Regions from separate parts of the Sus scrofa genome. Here region 1 is linked to region 2. A link is a contact called in public Hi-C data. All regions are on one chromosome and are shown on one strand. Each heading gives the region's core, a stretch centred on a gene start, on an enhancer-like site or on the middle of the called end of the contact. The rest is flanking DNA. Distances are from core to core; before and after follow the strand shown. Region 1 overlaps LOC110259422 (a long non-coding RNA gene). Region 2 overlaps LOC110259422 (a long non-coding RNA gene).

Region 1 (4,908 bases), core at 1,575-4,074, 150 kb before region 2:
TGTACAGTAGAAAAAAAATGAAGCATTGGTTGTTGACAAAAAAAAAAAGAAAACTGAAAAAACAGTATAAATCAGCTATATTGGAAAAAAATAAAAATCATTATATTAAAAAAATAAATAAAATTCACTTTTTTCTATTGTCAAAATTTTAATATTCTTGGTTAATACTTTATTCTGTGACTCCAATATATCATCTCAAATTGCAGGGTTTAAGAATTAGAAACATAATTGTTTTTTTCTGACCAATTCTTTAACTAAAAAGCTTATATTCCTTTAAGTATACCACAGTATTGTTTTAACCATAGAGCATATTTCTTCCTATATGCTTTTAATTGATCAATATTCTGTGGTATCACATTAGATACCTTGAACTTTCTAGACAGATTAAAGAAGAGAGGATTATTTTCATTGATGAGGGGGATGCAGAGCCTTGAGGACAAATAGATGATGATCTAGTACTTTATATATCAAACTTATTTTTTCAAGTTTATTAATGAAAATACTGATGAAAGAAGAATCAAGAAAGAAAAATTTCATGTGCCTCTTTCTCTCAAATAATAATGCTCTTAAACATGGCCCATTAATTTTCAGCCTGGAAGTAGTATTGATGATGTAATACCCCTGTGAGAGTAGACTTTGCATTCAACACATTTTACTTATTTGCAATTAACTCATTCAATAGGATGAATTTATCAATATGAATGAGAGCATCAGATAACTTATTACAGAAGTGTGCATACTTTGATACCTATGCATATGCTTCTTTATTGAGGTGGCAAATGAGTTGGGTGGGCTAACAAGAAATTCTGGATAAAAGTACAAAATGAAGATTCCTAAAATAAGTGAGAGGTACTTTTAGTTGAAAGTGTTAATAGAGCCCAACATTCTAAATAAATAATTTTATATTCGCTTCAGAGAGACACTCTTTATCTCTGTTGGCCAACATACTTTGAAACAACTATTCGGTTTTAATGGATATATATCTTGCCCCCCTGACATCAGTAATTTGAACAGCTTGAAATACTGTATGTTATCTTACATTGCTTTCTCTTTGAAGAAAACACAATCACTGGATTGTTTTTCATTGATTTAAAAACATTGACTTGTTGAAGTATGAGCCTGTGTGCAGTCATAATTCTTGTCTTTTCTTCCTCGGCAAAGCCTGTGATAATTCTTTGAGTTTTAAGCAGGCGTCATGCATCAGATCCAAGTGCTTAATAAATGTACCAGAAGTATATTTTTCTTAAGGCCTTGTGTTTATCCCCTTTCCATTTATCTTGTGAAATATCTTTAAATGCTTTTCTAAAATCCTGGGAAAGAGCAGGTTAACATTTCCACTTGGCAAGCAGAGTAGTAAGTGTAAGGTTCCCCTGTCTATTTTGACCTTAACCAACACTGGTGATTCCTAGCCTGGGTGCCAAGGGACCATGAGGAGTGACGGAGTTATTGGATGGGGACCACCAATCCATATGTGAACAAGCCTTTTTTTGTAATCTGAATAAATATTTCTAACATGAAAATGTACTGTGTTTTTTTCTAAATACATGTAAATCAATAAAATACAAATATATTTCAAATTAATATTTAATTCATTTATATTTTCTCCATTAATGGAGAGTATTTTTTACCTTGTAATTGGCAGTGCCCACTGAATTAAATTTTAAGACAAGATGATATTACTGGCCACAGTACCTCATTGACACCAAATTGAAAGGATTTTTTTTTTTTTTTATATCTGTGTTGTGAGTTGGTCATCAGTAATTTCACATTATTTTGATCAGCAGCATACTACTCTTAGTAATATAAATAACAACAATTATAATAGCTATTGCATTACATGCTGGCACTTGTTAGTTTATGTGCCAATTCTGTAAAGTAATTGTTATTATTTCCATTTCACCAAGAGGAAACCAAGTCTAAGAGAAGTCAAGTGCATTGCCTTAGGATGAACAGCAAACTAGTTGGTAATGATGGCCTAATTTGGCCATCTGACTCTGAGGGCCCTTCTCTTTTACTCCATCATATCACAGAGGATAATATGAGAAAAAAAATGTATACACACACACATATGACTGGGCCACTTTGCTGTACAGTAGAAATTGACAGAACACTGTAAATCAAGTATAATGGAAAAAATAAAAATCATAGGGAAAAGAAGACTTAAAAAAAAGGAACAAAAAACAAGCAATGGTATGGAAATTTAAAAGTGTAGAAAAGAGGAGTTCCTATTGTGGCTCAGTGGGCTAAGATCCCACCACAATGTCTGTGAGGATGTGGGCTTCATCTCTGGCCTCGCACAGTGGGCTAAGGATCCTGTGTTGCTGCAAAGCTGTGAACACAGCTCCATTCTGGCATTGCTCTGGCTGTGGCATAGGCCAGGGGCTGCAGCTCCAATTTGACCCCTAGCCTGGGAACTTCCATATGCCATGGGTGCAGCCTTAAAAAGAAAAAAAAAATGTGTAGAAGGGAAAAGAAGGAAAGAGCTGCACGCCCTCACAGACTAAAACTTAGGAGATCTGGGGCCTTATCAGTAGGGCCTCTGAAGGTTTTCAGCTCATTAATATCTGTGGTGAAATATGTGCCAGCCTCACCTACTCCCTCTCTTCTGCATCCTTCATCTCATTATTCTCCCTTCCATTGTGGAAAATCCTACTGTTTGTTTACAATCCAGAGTTTTAAAGAGGCTGAACTAAAATTGGCTGCTTCTGGGACATCCCTGCCAATGGATGGGATCCAAATTGGCTCTGCCATGGAGAGGCAGCTATGCCCACATAAGGATATTTTGGCTTAGTGCTTCTGTCATCTTGTTGCCAGGCAGACAATCATCCAGGAGTGGGAAAACCCAGCCAGGGCAAATGTTTACAGCTAGAGTGGTCAGCCGGTTAGAGCACTAGTCTGAGGAAAGACTGTCTGGATGTTATGTTTGACTCCTCATGGGAAGCACTTAATAATGTTCGACAAATCACTTAGCCTTTTAGTCCTCAGTCTGATGGACAAGGACTGCAGTATATATACCTCCTACCTTCCTGGGGATTTTTTTAGTGTTCAGTTTATTTCCCCCAGTCCTGACAATATAGGAAATAACAACTTTCTTTTCTGATTTGAAAACAGGGTAATAATTTTCTTTGCAGCTTTTCTAATGTTATAGTCAAGTTGAGGAGAAAGAACAATTCTCTCAGCCTTAGAAGGAAGTCTTCCCTTTAAATATTTTTCATCAGCTAATATATTACCTGAAGATGGGAAGAAAGGGTATGTGTACAAAAATCACATGTAGAAACCATATTTGTAATATATATATATATATATATATATATATATATATATACAGTATTTATGTAAAGATGTCTTTATCTAGACATTCCAGCCTAGCTCCTAGTTAAGCCACAACTTTTGTAACAGGAAAGCAAATCAGATTTGACTACATTGGCTGTTTAACTGAAGGAGCCACACAGATGGAAAAGAAGCACAGACAAATTGCTTTTGGCTCTGCTTTCCTTTATAACAACATCAGATATTTTTAGTTTCTTTCTCTTTATGCGTTGTGCATGTTTCTGCCTCATATAGAAAGTCATTGCACATTGTCTTCATCAGTTTTGCCACCCTCTGTGAACAGGCCCATTTAGCTTTTCATTTACCCCCAAATTCCTGAGATCCAAAGATCCCATGGGCAAGTCTGTTTTTCACTTGTAAACGATGGGCAGATAGAAATAACTTAATGTCATGGAAACATTATTTATAGAATAGAGAATCTTATACTTTGATCTCATGGTAGATGTATATTTCTGATTAACACAAAGGACTTTTCCAAGCTGGGTAGAGCTATACACCACCTTAATTCTAGTACTTAGAGTAGACCTTTTCTCCTATGACACACCCTATGTTAATATAATGAACTGTGAGCGTCATTAAAAATTATTTAGGTAACGTTCACATGAGCCCTTCATAAATTGCTCACTTTGCTCTCACTCTCTTGAACTTTCTCATTTGTGAATAGCAATAGTAGTTATTTTCATATCCAAATTCCTTGTGATATTACAGTGTCAGTTTGGAAAGAGAATGGCTGCATGTTTCATCCTCTCATCATTATTATCCTCCAAAACTGGTCTATGAGCAAGGACTTAAAAACATAGGACTCAAACAAAGGGACTTCTTTAAAAGTTAGTCGTAGAGTGCCATTCGACCAAGCAATTTCACTCGTAGGATCTACCACAAATTTGTGTTCATATAAATATCTGTTGATCAATATTTATAGCAGCATTATGAATAATAGTCCCAAATTGGAACCAATCCAAATGTCTATCAGCAGGGAACAGAATAAAGAAAATGTGGTATATCCATATAATAGAACACAATTCAGGAATAAAAATTAACAAACTACTACTGATGCTTGAAACAACAGAGGTTATACTAAGTGAAAGAAGCCAGAAAAAAAGACTATATACTACATGATTAAATATACATGGAGGGACTTCTGGTTGTGGCTCAGTGGTAACAAACCCTGCAGTATCCATAAGGATGCAGGTTTGATTCCTGTCCCTGCTCAGTGTGTTAAGGATCCTGTATTGCTGTGAGCTGCAGTGTAGGTCACAGAAGTGGTTCAGATCTGGTGTTGCTACAGCTGTGGCGTAGGCTGACAGCTGTTGCTCTGACAGGGAACTTCCATGCGCTGTGGGTGCAGCCCTAAAAAAAAAAAGAAAAAAAAATACATGAAATTTCCAGAAACAGAAAATCTTTGGAGGAAAATGCAGATCACTAGCTGCCTAGGATAAGAGACAATAGTGGAGATTAATTGCAAAGGACAAGAGGTAACTTTTTGGAATGATAAAAAATTTTAAACTCTTTAATGGTAATGGTTGCACAATGGTATATATTTATTAAAAGACCATTGACCTGATACTAAGAATAGGC
Region 2 (5,171 bases), core at 1,959-4,458:
TCCCAAATTTCAGACCCTGAGGACAGATAATTTTGCTCCTGCATGTTAGTAACATCAAAACCTCAAATCTAAGAAATTCAAGGTCCCAAGAAGCTCACTAGACCTTCATTTTGATGTGGATTATTAATATCTAGTCCAAGCCATAGGGCACATTGAACCCATTTGTGGTGGAAAAACTTCACATACAGCAGATATTAACAGGAAACTTCAGAGTTCTCTGAACTCTCTATTTTGTTAAAAAATTTAAAGAATATCCTTGAAAGATACAGGGAGTCAAATTGCCTAGTTTAAATAAGAGAAGTACGCAGAGACTCTGTAATTCCACACCTGCTTCTGGCCAGCCATGGCCTCTCGGGCTTTAAAAAAATGACTCAACTTTTCTCAGACCTATTTTGGATCCCTGCTGCAGAAACCTTCTGAATGAAATAAATGTCTTGCAGTTGATATCCTGCTTCAAATCTACTTGGTGCCTCAAACAGCAGGGTGTCTAGAAATACTAGTCTCTGCTATGAGAGCAGAAATCTTAAAGAGCCATGCAAATTGGATCCACCCGGTCCTTAACTTGGGCCAATTCTCCCACAGTATGTGCAGACACATTCTTAGTTGACTTGACTGCATAATAGAGATAATTATAAGCACTTACTTATCTCACAAGGGTCTACTGAAGATTAATTAGTTAATGTTGGCAGACCAAAAGTGCAATATATGTGCTAAGTATTATTATTATTACTGTGCCACTTATCTTGAAAGAATGTTGTTTCTGAAGTCATAGTGCCTATGTGCCATCTGCTCACAGCAGCCTTTACCATCTCTCTACTCAGAGACTGAATCCGGTATCTGAATAAATAGATGTGCTCAAAAAAAATATATCACACCTCCATCTGTGCTTATGGAATACGAATTCAGACATAGGCAGAAATGCAAATCAATCACAAGTGGAGAGGCTTCTCCAGTGCCCAGAGTCACATTTTGAGATGTTGCTCTAATATTCTTGCTTTTCATTTTAGAATCCGCTAACTCACGATGCGAGGCTTCTGTGAAACTCTCTCTTCTGCATCTGAAATAGGGTGTCACGTTAGAGGCCTGAACTGCCTTCTCTTTTGTTCCCAGAGAGTTGAAAGAGAAAACTTCCCTAGAACACGTTTACTGCCTATCTTTTGTAGAAATTAGCTCCATGATTTTAAGTGTTTTAGATATTAGTATAATTATTAGCAGCTAATGAGTTTTTAAAGGCTCCTACATGAAATCATGGTTTTGAAATTTCCCTCCTGCTAGAATTCTAACTAGGTTACAGACAACATGACATGATCTATGACCCATTTTTCCGAATGACTAAAGAATGAAGATACAGCTTCTTATGAATAAGCGCTCCTTCCCGAACATGACAGGGCACTGCAATTGTGAAAGCTCTGAAAATCAGAGAGATTAAAACCTTGAACTAAAATTATCCAAATGTTTCACGCATGCCACTGCAGTAATATAAATACCATTCTTTGCATTTGAAAAAGTTATTGGTATCACAATTATCATAGATATTTAATATTCTTCCACAGTAGGTGGCTCAATGGAATTATTTCTTCCTCCATCATCCTACCAGCTTTTCCTTGAGTCAGCTGCAGAAAGTAAATTTATCTTCTATTCGAAACTTGCCTCATTTGATCCATATACACAGGATAATTCCAGTAACATTTTTGTTTAGCTTTATCTATTTTTTTTTCTTTTGTATCCAGTTTGTTCACAAATTTCTCATCTAATCCACGGGAATGCTAAAACATCTTTTATGGTGCTTGTGGAATTAATCAAGTAGGAAATAAATTCCGGTTCATTAAAGCTTCTGTGACCTGTTATATGCATAACCTGATCTCATGTAGGATGCAAGTAACATTTGAATTCAATTCATCTAATCTGAATTATGCATCCATCTTATGAAATCATTAGGTTTTAGGAATATTAAGAGGAATGAAATACCATGCCTAGTCTCCACTTGGAAGATAAATCTATAACTAACTATATTGAAATGATAGGTTCCAAACTAGGCAATTTGAGTATGTTTTGAGAGAGCTCAGAAGAGGGAATGATTCATTCTCTTGAGAGTCAGGAAAGAGACTTTCAGAAGGCTTCAGATAGATGATATTCGAATTGGGCTGTAAGGAATGAAAACAGCATCGGGAGGTGGAAAAGACATTGAAGGCACACTTGTCTATTCTAACTCTATACTTCCAAGCAGACTGATACGTCCTTGAACTACACTGTCCTATCCTGTTAAAAATGAGCCCTGGACACACTTCACCTTTTAAAAAACTTTGTTCTTACTTAGACTCTTCGAGTTTACTCCCTTCTTAAATCTCAGATCCCTTGACCTAGTTTTCAGTTGCTTGTTCCTACACTTGAAAAATAGATGTCTTTCCCAATTTTGAACTTCCCCTTGGACATAGTTTTAACTATTTCCAAAAGCACAGCGTTCCAGATATCACCCACCTGATATCCCTGCAAAGTTCACATTGGACACCTAGAGGGAACTTGAATATTTTCAGGCAGAAGAAACTATAGGAAAAAGGCATGACAACAAAGGTCAGGACTTGTGTGAGGAAAAGCAAGCCTTCGGGTGGGGCCAAAGCTCTCTGTTCCCTCAGGCATCAGGACATTTGACAGAATGATGTAACCAACCCTACAATAGCAGTGATACTGTGAAATAGCACAGGTAATCCTACACTAGCAATGCTTTAGCCCATCCCTTAGAAAATGCTAATTATAGATGGAGTATGCACACACAAATAGTCTTAACTCCCTAAACAACCCTGACATCATTTCTTCTTCGAGAAGATGGTCTAATCTGTAATTTCTTGAACCAAGATTCTGCTCATTTAGTGGTCCAAGTTTCTCAGGGAATAGCTCTTTAGAACATCTAAAAAAATTAAATATTTTGTATACTTCCTGATTACTAATTTGTAATCATAGAGTGGATGTAAAAGGATTCAGTGGCTTGAATCTTGGGCATTTTAGAGCCTGGTTGCCTTTGCCAATCCATTTTGTTAGTGATACACTAATATCCCATCAGATAGGAAGTTGAGGTTGCAAGCTAGATTTGCTGATCTTTAATGGTACTTACATTATTGGATAGACCAAGAATCTGAAACCCCTGTGTCCCCTCAGGAATAAGGATATGATGGAGTGGGGCTAGCTCAGAAGGCTTGCAGCAAGATAACTTATGCAGTGCCTGCTCTGTAGACTAAAAAAGGGAGTCTGGACTCAGGGCTGTAAATTTGGCACTGTCCATGAGTTCTAAATTGACTTTAAAATGAATGAGGTAATGGAATACTCAGACAGAAGGCTCACCCATTATAGAAATACACCTCAAATTGGTCCTTCTTTTGGTAAAGGCTAAGGAGTACTTCGAGTTAAAACTTGGCAAATTATTTGCTTACCAGGTCTTGCTGGGATTTGAATTAACTGTTACAATGATAAAAATTTTCCTAGAAACTAAATAAAAAAGCCAATATAAACGTTACAGAAAGGCTTCAGAAAATTTCAGAATTAACCATTTGATCTAGTTAGCACCTCTAGTTTTGTTGGTATAGTCCATTTAAAACAGCTTTCTATGAGGGGATAAAGAGTGAAATTGAAGCAAATTACACATATGGCATGGGCCTATCTATTTATGTAATGGAAGAAGAGGCAGAAAACAGAGAGAGGAAAATTAGAAGAAAAGAGAAAGCATGAAGAAACAAATAAAATGCTCCTTTAGCAGACCAGAGACATTCTCAATCAGCTCATTAAAAACAACAACAAATTAAAGAGTATTTAAAAAGCATTCAAAACCCATCCAGCTGAATATAACCCACATGTCTCTGTGAGATTTTCACATTGGTCAGGAGTCGCTTAGTGAATTGAGACCCTATTAAGTTGCATGTGGTTTCCATTCTCTTGATTTTATAGCTTTTTAGAATTTACTTTGGATCTGTTGGGACCTCTAATCATTTTCTGGCCTGAAGATGCTATTGCAGACAATACCACAAAGATAATCTCTCTCATATAGTCATTCCGTCACACTAAAATCCTGGAATCTATTCAACATTAATGTGTCATAATTTAATCCTCACAACCATGTTATAAACTTGTTACCCATCTCTATTTTGTCACTCAGTTGAGGCTGTTAAGATTGAATAACTTGCCCAAATAAGTGGTACAACATCTTCAAACCAAGATTATCTAAATATAATTCCTACACTGTTTCCTCTAAATCACACACATGCTACTAAGTTCTTATAAGTTCATTTATATATATGTATCTTTATGCAGTTGCATTATTAGAATTTAGAAAGATTACCATGATCATTGAACATCTCTTTGCCTTTCCTTGACCTCCAGATTTATTTTTGCCTTTAGCCGGCAAATATTAAGGTGGGAAATTATGACATGAAATCTTATCAAACTTGTACTACTTCTGTCAAATTTATTGGTCACTGCCAAATAATGAAAATAGGAAGTTTATAAAGAGACTAATGCTTATTTTAACCTATAGTTTTTAATTTTTTAACTTAAAAAGTGATGTATATGTGCAAAAAATTCCAAACTGTGAAGGTTTTGTAATGTGAAAAATGATCCTTCCTCCCATCCTTGCTCTGTACTCCCAGTTTTCGAGTTAGAGTCTTTTGCGGATATTTCAAAAAATATTTACGTATACATGCAGACACAAAATATTTATTTTTAATATTTTATTTTAGTGGTATTTTCATTATCAGTTCCATGGCTTATCTTGCTATTTACAGCTGCAGAGTATTTCATTTATGGGTAGCTTGAATTTGATTTAACCCATCTATGACTGCTTGACGTTTAGAGATTTTTTTCAGACTTTTTTTCTATGATGCAAAAAACATCATTATTTCTTATTTCTTGTTTATGGATATATATATAAATGCTGGATAAATGCCTTGAAGTGGCATTAGTGACTCAAAGACTCAGTTAAGTTTATAATTAGGTATGTCTGACTCAATTTTCCTTCTGTATGTACCTATTTTCCAGTTCACTTATAATGTGTAAAATAAATTTACATGTGTTTATTATAAGTAAAAATTATCTTATATGATAAGATTTATAAAATGGTTTTTAATTCTTTGTATTGTGAGCTTTAGGGCATAATTTTTAGTACTTAAATGTATTAATATTTTCTA

What was found. A called contact is a pair of places that touch in the nucleus more often than the background predicts.
Region 1: a contact with region 2 is called in a Hi-C map of skeletal muscle, with 3 times the contacts expected there. The contact joins two enhancer-like sites. A contact is called at or near these places in 1 of 47 Hi-C or Micro-C datasets (skeletal muscle) and 1 of 2 datasets of contacts at active chromatin or transcription factors (skeletal muscle).

Annotation. Positions count from the first base shown.
Region 1 is chr2:97,147,482-97,152,389 of Sscrofa11.1, reverse strand. The region is part of intron 3 of LOC110259422 (a long non-coding RNA gene); the gene reads left to right. Among named protein-coding and RNA genes, the nearest start is that of CETN3, 440 kb to the left of the region's middle. Within about 2 kb of position 2,824, at least 1 of the 83 cell types and tissues checked has an H3K27ac peak or open chromatin away from gene starts, as enhancers often do. A contact at or near this core is called in skeletal muscle, where this site is marked.
Region 2 is chr2:97,001,323-97,006,493 of Sscrofa11.1, reverse strand. The region is part of intron 4 of LOC110259422 (a long non-coding RNA gene); the gene reads left to right. Among named protein-coding and RNA genes, the nearest start is that of CETN3, 590 kb to the left of the region's middle. Within about 2 kb of position 3,208, at least 5 of the 83 cell types and tissues checked have an H3K27ac peak or open chromatin away from gene starts, as enhancers often do. A contact at or near this core is called in skeletal muscle, where this site is marked.